Linked DNA regions of Mus musculus: region 2 is linked to region 1. A link is a contact called in public promoter capture Hi-C data. All regions are on one chromosome and are shown on one strand. The core of a region is the stretch at or near the end of the contact, and the rest is flanking DNA. Distances in the headings are between cores, read along the strand shown.

Region 1 (7,688 bases), core at 2,442-4,941:
TGAAGTCATAATATCGAAAGGTTGGTTTTATGTTAATTTCCAGATACAGGGTAGGTTTGCTTAGTGAGGAGTCTGACACACGCCCCATTAGCTGAGTTTAGTGTTCAGGACCCACATGGTGGAAGGAAAGGACCGACTGGCACATTATCCTTTGACTTGTGTATATAGGCTGAGGTATGTGTATATCCACGCACATATATACATGTAGAAAAAAATAACTAAAATGTAATCTTCCAGATGGAGAGGAGAGTCTTTGACTGATCAGTGTCCTGTTTGGAGATAAAAAGTTCCCCTTGAATATAACAGACAGCACCTGCCTCCCAGAGAACCTATATTAACTGAAATCCATCAGCTACAAAGAGAAATTCTGTCAAAAAGATCATTGTTTCTTTGAATTATTAAGGTTTAAAACCTTAAGAGCCCCCCGCCCCGCCCTCCCCCCCCCCCAGGCAACTTGAGACACTGTTGGGCTTTCTGAGGACCTGGCTTTAAAGTTTATGAAAGTCAGAGGCAGTTTGAGCACAGGACTCTTCCAGAGGGGGGCAGGGGTCGTTTGTTTTCATCAGTTTTTCCAGGATCAATGATGATCATTATTTTAACTGTTACCAAGTTATGCTCTGTACTCAGCCTGGAGAAAGGCAGTGACTAAGACTAAGGAAGGCTGGAGGCTGCTTGGCACAGTGCAACGGGGCACAGAGGTAGAGGAAAGGAATGATGGGAAATGGAAAGCATGAGACTGGGGCTGGGCTGGAACAGTAACTATGTAACCACAGAGAGCAGGAGCAGGTGGCCGTCCAGGGAGGGGCAGCAGGCCAAGCCTGATCCAGATAAAGGATATAACAGAAAGATGGAGGGTTTTTTAGTCATATTCTCTCTCTCTCTCCTCTTTCCTCTCTCCTCTCTCCTCTCTCCTCTCTCCTCTCTCCTCTCTCCTCTCTCCTCTCTCCTCTTTCTCTTTCCCTCCCTCTCTCCCGCCCTCCTTCCCTCCCTCTCCCCTCTCCTCCTTGATCCCTTCCCCCTGCCCTCCTCTCCCTCTCCTTCTGAATGTGTGTGTTTATGTATACGAACATACACATGATGCCAGTGTCATCCCTCAGGCACTGTCCATCTTGATTTCTTGTTTGTAAGTTTTGTTTTTGTCTTTGGGGAACAGGGTCTCTCCCTGGCCTGACACTCACTAGGTAGGCCGGGGCATCAGGCATTTTTTATGTGGGCTCTGGAGAACAAACTCAGGGCCTTATCTTTGTAAAGCAAGCACTTTACCAGTGGCTGTCTCTCCAGCTTCTGTTCTTTCCCTTTGCAAGTTGTTTTCAAAATTTCACCACATACTTCTGAAATTGCCAGAGAACCCCAAAGCAACAGTGCTATCTTTAGGGACAAGTTGATATACCTTCTGTCCTTCGTGGCCAGTTTTCACCCCTGGGAGCTGCTCCTTCCCTAGCCAATATGAACGGGCTGAAGTCATCTTCAAGGTCAAAGTCCTGTAAGATCACAGACTGAGAGCTCAGAGAGGTTCTGGGGAGATGCTCAGTCAAACACTTGCCACACAGGCATGAGCAACTGAGTTCAGTAAGCGCAATCCGCATTTAAAAGCTTGGTGTTGGGGCACACATTTGTAACACCAGCCCTGGGAAGCAGACGCACGTGTGGTTACCTGGGGTCAGCCAGCCGTGATAGGTTGGCTTTAGAGCAACAGCAGCCAAGGTTGGCTTGCACATGTATACACACATGTGTGAACACATACACACTTTTTAAAATCTAAACGTTAAGGTGGTGACTCAACATACTAGTTTGTTGGCAGGGTGAATGCTGACCTTCCAAGGGTAAACTTTGACACTGTGAATTCCTTCTAAATTGGATAAAATATTTAGGACTTTAAACATCGAGGAAGGTTCCATTCCCCCGGAGCAGAAGCGGTTAATTGCGTAATGACAATGGAAGATCAAAGCTGAAATCCCACCCTCAGTATTTTCTACTTTAAGCTGCTACAAATGCCCTCTGCACGGATAAGTGGAAAGAATCCTTCAGACACAGTCACAGGGAAGCAAACTGCGAGGAGCTACAACGTCAGCCTACAGCTGATCCCTGGGGCATCACAGAAGATCAAGAAAGCCCTGCTCCCAGGGAAACTGCAGATAGAACCCCAGAGGGAAGCAGGCAGCAAAGCTGATTACAGTTTTCTCTAGGACTGTTCTCTGATCTGATCATGGGGCACAACTTCCCAAACTCCCTTTGGCCTTCTAGAAAATAAGCCTTATGTTTGAAAGCCAACTTGATTTATAAAGAAGTACTCAGAACTCTTTAAAGGGAAATGTTTTCTTTGTATGATAGAAGTCATTGTCTTTAATTTTTAAAACTTATTTTCATTTATTTTATTTTTATTTATTTTTTAAGACAAGGTTTCTGTCCTGGAACTTGCTCTGTAGACCAGGCTGCCTCTGCCTCCTGAGTGCTGGGATTAAAGGTGTATGCCGCCACCACCTGACTTAAAAAAGATTATTATTGAGCGCGTGCATATGTGTGTGTGTGTGTGTGTGTGTGTGTGTGTGTGTGTGTGTGTGTGTATGTACACATGAGGACACATGCTTGTGGCACAGGGCACATGTGGAGGTCAGAAGCTAGCTTGTGGGATTCAGTTTTCTACTTGCAGTATGTGGGTCCCAGGGATTGAACTTAGGTAGCCAGGCTTGGTAGGAGCAAGCACCACTACTTTCTGAAACATCTGCCTCAGAGTTATTGTTGGTGATATTCTCCTTTAATGGAAGTTGTTACTATTGATTTTGTGCTTTTAATTTTCTACATCTAGGCTGGGGATGTAGTTGACTGTGCCCAGCACCATATATAACTGGGCATGGAGGCACATGTTTGTAATCTCAGCACTTGGGAAACCGAGGCAGAGGCCGGAGTTCAAGGTCATTTTTGGTTATGCAAGCAGTTTGAAGCTGGCCTGGGATGCATGAGACCTGTCTCAAAAATAAACACCGTATTTAAATGGAAAGGCGCATCTAGGCCTCAGTTCTATAACAAAGTCCTACGACCCTGGCACTGTGAACTTTAGGAACACTACAACTGCCCAAAGATTCTAAAACCTTAAAGAAAGAAGGGTGGGGAGAATAGAAAGCATAGGAAACTAGGTTGTGAACAGATTTCTTTAAAACTCTGTTGGAATGTCAAGTATGATGTCTCAATGGGGAATGACACTTGCTGCCAAAAATGGTCACCCAAGTTTGATCCTGGGAGCTGCATAGGAAGAGAGAACTGATCCCCAAAAGTTGTCTCCTGATGTCCATGAGTACTGTAATATGCATTTGAATTCTAGTCCCCATAAATAAATGTAATTAAAAATTTTTAAATACCATTAGAAGGTAAAAATACTCAGAAATGAAAAGACTCCCACACTGGAAAGAAAGTATTAATGAAAAAAATTTAAAATGTATAAAATAAATAGAATCCTATGACATAGAATTCAATACAGATAAAACAGGAACTGCCTTCTGTGTTATTCACATACAAGTTAGGGGCAGATCGAATGTCTGTCTTCCCAAAGAGATTTTATGTTTGAGTCCTAAATTTCAGAGTGATGTCAGGAGGAAGTAGGACCTTTAGGAGGGAATTACTTCATGAGAGTGGAGCCCTGATAGTGGCCTGAGTGGTCCTAGTCAAGACACCAGTGAGCCAGAAAGAGGAACTAACCAAAGGCTTCCAGCGTGCATACACTGAATTGAAACATTCTTTCGGCAGAGAGAAGGCAACTCCTAAGAGTCAGGAAGCTCATAAAGCTACCGAGACTCTGACCTACCCTGAGGCTATATAAGCAGTAAAAAAGAATTACTTGGGGGCTGAGTGAAAAGAAGAGAGAGAGAGAGAGAGAGAGAGAGAGAGAGAGAGAGAGAGGCTCTTTAATTGAGGTACTTATAGATCACAAGTTTCAAGGATGCAGCTTTCCCGGATTCATCGCCCATTTATTTCGGTGATCCAGTGGCCTTTGAGTCATCCATGGTTCTGTATACAGCCCCTTATCCATGATCCTATAAATAAGCTAATGAACTCACTGCTCCACTGAGCTGGCTGTGAATGGAATCTTTCCTTTGGTCTATTGTCTGTACTCTGACAGATGGCTAGACATGGGTTTATGTCTGAAAAGCCATATAACAGCAACCTATTCTAACTCCTTAGTCCCTAGAACTGAGAAATAAATTTCTGGTTTGTTTTGCTTTTGTAGTTTTGTTTTGTTTGAGACAGGGTTTCTCTGTGTAGCCCTGGCTGTCCTGGAACTTGTGATACAGACCAGGCTGGTCTTGAACTCACAGAGATCTGCCTGCCCCTGTCTCCCAAGTGCTGGGATTAAGTGCATGCAACATTGCCGCCTGACTTAAATTTCTGTTCTTTATTATCTCACTCACTCGCTATATGGATTTTATTGTGACAGTAGAAATTAAGACACACATGTGCACACACAAACACACACAAACACACACAAACACACACACACACACACACACACACACACACACACACACTCTCGGTACAACCTAACTAGCTAATTTGCGTATTTAAATTTATGTAAATGAATGTTTTGCCTACATGTACGTCTACCACATGCATGCAGTCCTAGCTGAGGCCAGAAGAGGATGTCAGATCTCCTAATACTGAAGTTTCAGATGGTTGTGAGCTCCTATGCGAGTGCCAGGAATCAAGTCTTCTGGAAGAGCAGTCAGTGCTCTTAACTACTGAGCCATCTCTCCAGCCCCTAATTTACAATTTAAACATGATTATACTAATACTGTCATTAGTCAGCTGGATGGGGTGTTACATACTATGGGATCCTGGGAAGCTAAAGTAGGAGTTCAAGACCAGCTTACACTACATAGTAAGTTCTAACAGTATAACAAGACTGCCTCAAAAATATGTGTACACGATATTGATATTTATAGAAATCATATATGATTATTACAAAACATTGAGGCAGTACAAATAAAATAGTAGGTTGACCAGACATTTCATTTTTATCGTTGTGCTTTTTTAAACTGTTTTTAAAAAGATTTAATCATCTTATTTTATCTACACAAATGATTTGCTTGCATGAATATGTCTGTACTGCCTGCATGCCTGGTATCTTTGGCGATCAGAAAAGGGTATGGAGTTATGGGTGGTTGTGAGTTATCATGCCGATGCTGGGAACTGATCCTGTATCCTCTGTAGATGCAGAGCACACTCTTCACTGCTGAGCCACCTCTCCCCCCTTCCCCTCCTCCCATGTCCTCTTCCCTCTCCACCCCCCCATTTCCTCCTACCTCACTGCTGCTGATGCTCTGCAAGGTGAGGTTTTCAGTTTGGGAAACTGTCATCTCCATTGGAGTAGAGCCTGCCTCATGACAGATGTCAAGCAGTGACTCGGCATGTCTTTCTGTCAAAAAGAATCAACCTGCCTTAGTAAATACAGTGGAATTTAATAGAAAAAGATACCTAATGTTAACTTCTGATATGCATGTACATGCACCACACACATACACACACACACAGACACACACACACTGCATACATACTTCACACACATGAATTCAAGAAAAAAAAAAGTTACCAAGAGTTAGATTTTGGTTCAACATAATTATAGCAACTCATCCTTAATGACGTCATTCTCACAGGCACACCCTCTGAGGTGCTGGAACATAGAAAAGAGCTTTTCAACCCTCTGAGTCATCAACAGGGGAAAGAGGAAAGATGTTTACCTTTCTCCTTTCACTAAAGATGAACCCTTGAATGGATTTCTGTTGGTGCATGGGTGGGAGGAAGCCTCTCTATTCTCTTCCAAACAGATTTGCCTAGAAAACTAAAGGTTGTGTTGCCTGGTAACTGTCTTTTTTGCTCTCTTGAATTGCCCTGGAAGACTCTCATGGGTTGAAGATGATTTCCCCATAATACTATAGCAAGAGAGAGGAATCAGAGTGAAAAGTGATGGGGGGATTTGTGAAGACCACTCAGTCCCTTAAATAGCTTGACCTCCAGATGGCTCAGTTGACCAAGTGCTTTCCTGCAAACATAAGGAGCGGAGATCAATTCCCAAAACCTGAAATTAAAAAAGGAAGTGTGTGTGTGTGTGTGGTGGGGGTGTCTGGAGAAGTAGCTCAGTGGTTAAGAACACTGATTGATTGATTGATTGGTTGGTTGATTGATTGCTCTGCCAGGGAACTAGGTGGTTTGATTCCTAGCAGGTATGTGGTAGCTAACAACTGTCTATGACTTCACTTCCAGATCCGGTCTCCTCTTTTTGACTCTACTGGTGCTAGGCACACATGTAGTAAACAGACATACATGCAGGCAAACACCCATACAGTTAAAACTAAAGTAAATAAATATCAAAATAGAATAAGAAAAACCAGGTGTGAATTTTTAGCCCCAGTGCTGGGAAGGTGGAGACAAGGGGACCCCTGGGGCAGTCAGCCCAGCTGGCTAAGCAAGTTCTAGGAAAAAGTGAGAGATCCTAGTTTCAAGAAGCAAGGTTTGGGGCTGGAGAGATGGCTTATTGGTTAAGAACGCTTGCTGCTATTACAGACATCCAGGCTTATTCTCTAGCATCCACAGCAACTCACAATTACTTGTAACTCCAGAGGGGGCTCTCTTTTGGCCCCCATGAGCACTACATACAAGTAGGCACATACTCATTCATATAAATTAATTACTTTTAAAAAGTAAGATGTATAGCATCCTCAAAACCACTGGAGATTGAATTATGGCTTACACATAGAGACATACAGACATAGACAGACAGACACACACACACACACAAGAATGTGGAGTGAGAATTCTTTGCATTTTTTTAAAGCATGTAACCCTGTGCTTCAAAGAGTCACTGCTCATTAAAGAGTCACTGATTTGATTTATTTAGATGAAGTGGAGTATAATGGCACACACTTTTGATCCCAGTACTTGGGAGGCAGAGGCAGGAGGATCCCTGTGGGTTAAAGGCCAGCTGAGTCTATGCACTGAATTCCAGGGATACAGAGGTGAGATTCAGTCTCAAACAGACAGATGAACAGAGCTATAAAACAGACGTAAAAACAGAAAGAAAGACTTCAAACAGAACTTTCAAACTGGGGAATCTGCATCCAGAGAGAAATACTGACCTGGTCTGGGCATAGAATCCATCAGGATGTCCAGTAACTGCTGCTTCCTCCAACTCTCAATTTGTGACACATAATGTATTGCTGACTTGCCACTGAAATCACAAAGCTTAGGATCTCTGGGAAGAACAGAAGAAGCATCAAAGATTATTGATCCAATTTGGCTAAGATTGGCTAAATCTGTTAAGACATAAGAACACTGACATCAAATAAACAGAAAGTTTCTTAAGTTGGGTAGATAATAATTATTTCAAAACACACCCAAGAGAATGACCATTTCTCAAAACTTTAAGCAAGAGGCCTCGTGACATATCTCAACTGGTAGAGTGCTTGCCTAATATGCACAAAGCCATGTGTTCCATCCTTAATGTTGAATATGCCAGGTATGAACTAGGCTGGCCATTCTAGGCTGGCCTGAAACTCAGCTGAACATGGCTTTGAACTTCGATCCTGCCTTTACCTCCCACATACTTAAGTAACAGATACATAGGCCACATATGTCTGATGTACTGGAGAGTTAACTCAGTAGTCTTCCAACAGAGCTACATCCCCAGCACCCAAACGGCT
Region 2 (7,688 bases), core at 1,323-3,822, 180 kb after region 1:
TAGGATCCTAAAGCACAGTCCCATTTCTGGGTTTCTGCCCTCAAAAGATAAAAATGAGGTCTAGGCTGGACATGACTAAGTGGGTAAAAGTGCTTGTTATACAAATTTGAAGACTTGAGTTTGATCCAGGCTGGATGTGGTGGCTCGTATCTGTAAACTCAGCGTTCCTAAGGCAGGAAGGGAGGTGGAGCCAGAAGGAACAGGAAGCCTGGGGCTGGCTGGTCTGGAGTAGGCACTTCAGTCCCAGAGACAAAGGGACCTTGACTTAGAAAAGGTACAAGGAGAGAAACAACTCCTGAAAGTTGTTCTTTGACTTGTTCACATACACTCTGGCATTTACAAACTCCCCTACTAATGAAAATCAAAGGAAAATGATGTCTCTATAACCAGGTACATGGAGTATCACATTATTTTTATCCATAACAGCACATCTTACTATTGAGGGAAATCATAAAATCTGCAATACCTTAAAAGTCTAACCACTAGTGAAGAAAGCAAGAAAACTAAATGCTGTAATTCCATACATTGCAGGCTACCCAGGATGCAACAGAAGGAAAAAAATGACTTATGTAACACACTGAATTATACTAAGAGCTTTACAGTACATGAAAAACAAACCTCAAGGCTTCATACTTTGCTCTGGAAAGTGAGAAAACTTAGTGATTGAAGGCTAACATGCAGCAGCCATGCCTGGGCTGCAAGGGACCTTTGTGGGTAGTAGGAAGAGCCTCTAGACTACACTGGTGTGCACACAAGTATAAGCACTTGATAAGTATAAGCACTTTATTCACCTATAAACTTTTAAAGATGTATTTATTTTTCTTTTATGAGTGTGAGTGTTTTGCCAGCATGAATATCTGTGCATGTATAAATGTAGTGCCCTGAGGCCAGAAGAGGGAGGAGGATTCCCTGGAACTGGAGTTACAGATAGTTGTGAGCAACAATGCGGGTGCTGGGAATTGAGACCATGTCCTCTAGAACAACAGGCTCTGAGCCATCTTTCCAGGCCCTATCTCTCTCTCTCTCTCTCTCTCTCTCTCTCTCTCTCTCTCTCTCTCTCTCTCTCTAGCATAAATTTCATGTTATGTAAGGTATAAGTTAACAATTTACACTTAATAATCTATATTCATATCTATACGTGTCTCAGCACTGAGGCTGGAGGGATGACTCGGTGCTTAGGATCACTAGTAACTGATCTTACAAAGGACCCAGATTGGACTCCTGGAGCCTAGGCTGGGCAGCTCACAACTGTCTGTACCTCTACTTCCGGGGGACTGGATGCCTTATGGCCTCCGGGGCACATGCGTGGACATGGTTCATCTGAACGTATGCAGACACATATTAAAACGCATAAAGAACCTCTTAGATGTGCTCTTCCCACGAAAGCCAAGCATGGTGGAGTACACCCTTACACCCAGCACTCAGGAGGCAGTAGTGGATCTCTGTGAGCTCCACACCACCCTGGTCTATACAGTGAAGATTCCAGGTCAGTATAGGCACCATAGTGAGACCCTGTCTCACAACAATCCACACAACAAATAAACAAACCAGAACAAACAAACAAAAAATCACTAACAATCTCAGGATTGAGAGGAATCACACTCAGTATTAAAAATACTGTCACACTTGTCAAAACAGTAACATACGATAAGCTTATTGAATAGTCACACAGATTCAAGAACTCCCAACACTATTTAAATTTTGTGTGAACGTGAGTGTACGCAACTCTTTAAACTTCATAATACAAAAGATGATTGTCTCAACCTTTAAAAGGATTACTTGCAGGGATCATGAAGAGAAACCATGCCAAAAGCTAATAGAGAGAGCCATCTGTACATCCCTTAAGTAAGGTACACACGTGAAACTATATAAGTGGTGGGTTCTTCCCACTGCCGTCTGTTTTCCAGACAGTTTCGTTTTTCCAGAATAATTTAAAAAGGCAGTGACATGTTGTAGTATATTAGTAACCTATTGGACTAATTAAAACACATTGAAAACTTTGTATGATGACAAATACATAAAGGCCCAACAAGGAGTACCTTGGCAATTGCAGTCTGTTTGAACATGCGTGTTATCAACCCCATAACCGTCTCCATGGCACCTGAATTTGGAGCTCTCATTAGTTTCTGCCATTCTTCAAAGCTGGCATTCAGTTCCTATGTGGGAAGGATTACCATTGTTTAAGAATACAGCATCAAGAACAGAACAATTAATCCAATCATGAATCAGGTCCTACTTCCCCCTTCTCTGTAGAGAAAGCTATAAAAAGAAAACTCCCATAGATACCAAGGCGCTCATTTAAAACCACAGCGCAGAGGCTGGTCACATGTCTGTGCTAATGACAAAAGACTGTGACAAGCTATGTCAAACCGTGAGTCAGACAATTGAAGCTTCCTCTTGAAAAATTGCATAAAGTGAAAGAAAAAAAAAAAACTCTGACCATATCAGAATGCAAGATTGCGAAATTTTATTTTGTAATAAGATATATTATTTAAACAAGCATAAGGATGAGAGAAATATTAGTTACATGAAATGTAATATGGCCATAAATTATTTCATTTTTCTCTCCAATGTTAAAACATCAGATAGAGAAAATAAACTCATTCTTATTTAAGCAATGCTGTAGCGCCCGATGATTAGAGGACACTTATTTTGCTTCTATGATTTAACAATGCAAACTTTTTGTCCACTCAGCCATGTCCAGATCAAAGTTTCAGAGACTGTACAGGTACCATATGTAAATATAGATAAGGCCAAGGGAAAGAAACATTTGGCTTTCAGATGTGTTAAATATTACAGCCTGCAACATTATCAAAGGATTTCAGATGTCAAGAACAGAGCAACATTTAGGTTATTCTATACTAAAAGCCATTTATACTTTAAAAAAATCTTCATGTGTGTGATGTATGTGTATGTGCACATGCATGCATGCATTCATACGCTCTACAGCACATGTGTGTGAGGGGTGTCAAGGACAACCTAGGCTGTTGGTCTCACCGACCCCGTGTTTGAGACAGGGTCTCCTATTGTTCCCTCCTCTGCCCTGAAAGCTTTAGGGGATGCTCGAGTCTCTGCTCCCATCTCATTTCAGCAGCACTGGGACTACAGATGCACACGTCATGAGACCAGTTTTACTTGGGTTCTGACATGCTCAAGTCAAGCCCTCACACTTGCATGGCAAGTATTTCATCAATGAGGCCACTGACCCAGCCCCAGCTTCACACAGACACACAGACTCACACAAACAGACACACACCCACCCCTGTGCATTTACATTATAGGTACCATGAATCCTTCATACTAAATAGTTTGTTAAAATCCAAGTGATCTTCCTATAGTCATCATAAACATTTGAATCACTGGGAGCTGTATCTGTTCACAGATTTGATAATTAAAATCATCTTGTGCTTTTCCTGAGATGATGTAAAACCAACAGTGGTTCTACGAATCAAGCCAGTTTTAAGAAAGTATGCTTTTCTGTGAAGTCTAATGCCCAATCTTTAACAGCATGATTCATAATGAAGTAAGCCTTTCACCTAAAGACAGGCTCTCACCTTGACAGCTGCTGGGGGAAGGTCAAAGGGAATGCGCTGTCTGACTTTCGGGGGCAGCTGGCTTAAAACTTCACTCTTTAGTCTTCTGATCATTATGTCATTTAGGAGCTGGTGAAGCTCACTAAGGTTTGATGCCCCTCTACAGTCCCACTGACGCCTTTTGCCAAAGTATCTGTTAAGACAAAAAACACAAAGGGCAAAGCTAGAGCTAAATGTCACAGGAGGAAATCCATGTATGCGGTATGTCCTTCCTGTTAATAACAGGAGCAAAACGACACCCTTTACTGTTATTTCTGAGTGAAAATTAGTTTCAGAAAGCCAATCCAAGGGGTCCAGAGAGATGATTCAGTGGTTAAGAGGGCACACTGCTCTTGCTGTGGACCTCAAGTTTGGATGCTAGCATTCACATTTGTAACTCACGTTCTAGAAGATCTGACGGCCTTTGAAGGAACACCCCCACTTTAAAAAAAATGTAAAGGAAAAATAAAGCTACCCAAAGCAGTGAATGTGGATTCACAATTGCAATTTTGCAACTCCACTACTCAAGGGACTAAGGCAGGAGAATCACTGGGCAGGCATTCTACCACTGAGCCACAGCCCAGCCTGATAAGTTTTCACACCATTTAAATATTTTGTTTCCTTTAATGTTCATATATTCATACTTAACTTAAAGATTTGTAAATATGGTGGTAGTGGCACATGCCTTTAGTCCCAGCACTTGGAAAGTGGATCTCTGATTCTAGCCCAGCCTAGTCTACAGAAAAAGTTCCAGGACAGCCAGAGCTACACAGAGAAACTATGTCTTAAAACAAACCAAACCAAAACAAAACAAAACACTGGGAAAATGCTTGCCAATAACTGATTCTGTCACATATTTTTCCATTCATCACACTAAGTACATCTGACCACATCATTAACAAAGGAACCTAAGACTCCAAACTGCCGACACAGAAAGAAGTTAGAAGTGTCTTAGTTAGGGTTTCCATTGCTGTGAACAGACACCATGACCAAGGCAAGTCTTATAAAAAACAACATTTAACTGGGGCTGCCTTACAGGTTCAGAGGTTCAGTCCATTATCATCAAGGTGGGAGCATGGCAGTATCCAGGCAGGCATGGTGCAGGCAGAGCTGAGCTGAGAGTTCTACATCTTCATCCAAAGGCTGCTAGTAGAAGACTGACTTCCAGGCAACTAGGCTGAGGATCTTATGCCCACACCCACAGTGACATACCTACTCAAACCAGGCCACACCTCCAAATAGTGTCACTCCCTGGACCGTCACAGAAGGGCTCTTTAATTTTGTTCTTAGAATGAAATATATGAATTAAAATGGACTCTTAGCATACTATCTGATCCCAGGACACTTTCTGTAGGTGTAGCTAGCTGGATGTTTGCTGATAAGACTGTACCCAGATAGGTGCAGGTACAGGTCTTATCTGCCTCCTGTAAAGGACCAATATACATGTTTCAGAAGGGCAGATGTCTGAGAACTTTTGTTTGTTTGTGATTCTAGGGATTGAACACAGGGCCTCACACACGCTAGGCAAGTCTGTCCTTAGCCTGAAGTTTGAGTGATCTGCCATCAGAATGGCACAGCACAGTGTTAAGTGTTATGAGGAGGCTTCTCTATTCTTCCTGGAGACCATGTACCACAGAAAGAGGCATGAGCTATTGCTTCCTGGGTTTTACCTCAAGCTACTGTAAGCCCTATGCTTGGCACACTGAAGCATGGATCACCAAAACTGTTTCTCACTGCAGTCTCCCTCTGCCACATCTCCTTTCAGCAGACACTCAGAAGCCAGAGGTGGCGCTTACTCTGAAGAACACTGGAGGCTTGGAGGTAGGGTGGGGTGGACCGGGGAGGAGTCAGGGCAAGGAAAGGAGGGTGAATACATCAAACTACATTGTAGGCACACAAAATACTCAGAGAGCAGAAATACTCCATTAAAGTGTGTGGGGCTGGGAGTGGTCGCACTCCTTTAGCCTATACCACCACTTAGGAAGTAAAGGTAGTTTGAGACCAGCTGGGTCTATGTCGGGAGTTCCAGGCAAGTAAGGGCTGGAAAGGGAGACCCTGCCTTAAAAAAATAAGTATTCTTAACCTGAGATTTGGGAAGAGAGGGGAAACGATGAACAGGAGCCATCACCCATCAACACCTGGTTATTTGCCATTCTATTTGATAGTGATTATATATAACTTTTGTAAAATCCCATTTATGTGGGAGGGGGGCATATGAGACATCTCTCATACCATGTGGGTTCCTTACCTGCTTAGCCATTGTACCAGCCCAATTATTCTATTTTTCAAAACAGCCCTATTGAAACACAATTTATATTCCCATACAATACACTCTAAATAAATGAGTTTGAGGGCAGCCTGGGCTACATGAGCCACTTTGAAAAAAAAAAAAAAGGAAGGGAGGAAGAAAACAGAAAGAACTCAAAAAGGAAAAAAAGAAGATGGAAGAAAAAAGAAAAAGAACTTTCCCATACCCTAAACAAACACTACTTAACTATCTTTTTATTTTTTTTTTATTTTTTTATTTTTTTTATTTTTTTTGAGATGGGCTCTCTACAGAGTCCTGCCTATCCTGGGCTTAAGAGTCCTTGTCCACTTTCTGTCCCTGTCAAGTTGCCTGCTGACTCTTATTTTGAGTGGATCTACACTTCATGCTCCTTTAGGGCTTCCTTCAGTAAACACTGGTTTTAAAATCCCTTTGTGCAGCAGCATTCATGCATCTTTCACCCCTTTTAGTGTCTGAATAAAACTCCACTGTACAAACAGACCACAAGTGTCTTTAGCCATTTTCCCACCGAAGGCCATCTGGTTTGTTCCCAAGTTCTGTGATTTACAGATAAAGCTGCTTTAAGCACCCAGGAAAATTCTGTGAAACTCATACACTTCCACTTCTCTTGGGTATATGCTAGGCACAGAATGACTAAAACAGGAACTTTGTACAATTCCTAAAGGAATGACTAGGTTTCGAAAGCAATTTACACAGCTATCAACAGTGTAGGAAGGAAGACAGGAACATCCCACATGACAGACCCAGCAGTGGTTACATAGTTACAATTTCTCCACATCCTGTCTGTCCTTGTCATCTGATCTTCTGTGTCTTGCCAAGTATAGAGTATCTCTCTTATAGTTTTGAATTGTACTCTTTGGTGACTGATAGAAAGCATTTTAAGATATGTTTGGTGGTAATTATATACCATTTACTGAGGAATGGCTATTCAAATCACTGCCTATTTCAATTGAGTTGGCTTTAGCACTGAGTTCTAAGAGCTATCCACATTTAAACACATGGCATCTATCAAGTACACAATTTGCAAATATTTTCCCATTCTGTGGGTAATCTTCTAAAGGTACCAAGGCTGTCCTCAAACTTGCAATCCTCCTGCCTCAGCCACCTAAGCACTGGGACTTACACCAGATGGAACCTCGGGATCAAAGTCAGGCTATCAGGCTTGGCAGCAAGTACCTTCACCAAGTAGGTCATCTTGCCAGCCCTGGATATCTATTCTTCAATAACTACCATATTGTCATGATTTATCAGTACAACAGAGCCTTCTAGCCAATTTTTTTTTAATGTTTAGGTTTTTTGGGGTCTCTTAAAATTCCATACAAAATGAAGCCTGATATGGTGCTACACACCTTTAATCCCCGCACTCATGAGGCAGAGGCAGGCAGATCTCTGAGTTTGAGGTCATCCTGGTCTACAGAGCAAGTTACATACAGGACAGTAGGAGTAATACGGAGAAACCCTGTCTCAATGAAACAAGACAAGACAAAACAAACAAAAATCCATATAAAATCAACTTGTAAAAAGACATCGGTCCCAGTGCTGAGGAGGGAGAGGCAGGATTACTGCAATTGTGAGGCCACTACTCTACATAGTGAGTTTCAGCCTAGTCAGGAGGACGCAAACTTTATCTCAAAAACTAAAACAAAGTAAAAGAAATAAGGCAATAGAGTCCGCAGGGCATGGTAACTGACTGGATATTGACATTAAGTTATAAACTTTCGGACATTTTTATTTTTAGTATCTATCTATTTATCTACTTATTTATTTGTGTGTGTGTGTGTGTGTGTGTGTGTGTGTGTGTACACATGGGGCACATGTGGAAATCAGAG

What was found. Promoter capture Hi-C pulls out the DNA fragments that hold promoters and counts their contacts.
Region 2: a promoter capture Hi-C map of the HPC-7 cell line shows a contact between it and region 1. The contact joins two enhancer-like sites. A contact is called at or near these places in 1 of 39 promoter capture datasets (the HPC-7 cell line), 5 of 484 Hi-C or Micro-C datasets (cortical neurons, embryonic stem cells, erythroid progenitors and 1 more), 2 of 115 datasets of contacts at active chromatin or transcription factors (the HPC-7 cell line and embryonic stem cells) and 3 of 9 other capture datasets (adipose tissue, embryonic stem cells and liver).

Annotation. Positions count from the first base shown.
Region 1 is chr1:127,833,145-127,840,832 of GRCm38.p6, forward strand. Map3k19 (mitogen-activated protein kinase kinase kinase 19) reads right to left here. Exons shown (of 14, transcript NM_011737.2): 5 at 7,125-7,240; 6 at 5,295-5,407; 7 at 1,391-1,481. Among named protein-coding and RNA genes, the nearest start is that of Map3k19, 18 kb to the right of the region's middle. Within about 2 kb of position 3,692, at least 35 of the 459 cell types and tissues checked have an H3K27ac peak or open chromatin away from gene starts, as enhancers often do. A contact at or near this core is called in the HPC-7 cell line, where this site is marked.
Region 2 is chr1:128,014,004-128,021,691 of GRCm38.p6, forward strand. Zranb3 (zinc finger, RAN-binding domain containing 3) reads right to left here. Exons shown (of 21, transcript NM_027678.3): 7 at 3,555-3,726; 8 at 2,040-2,156. Among named protein-coding and RNA genes, the nearest start is that of Gm28800, 57 kb to the left of the region's middle. Within about 2 kb of position 2,573, at least 57 of the 459 cell types and tissues checked have an H3K27ac peak or open chromatin away from gene starts, as enhancers often do. A contact at or near this core is called in the HPC-7 cell line, where this site is marked.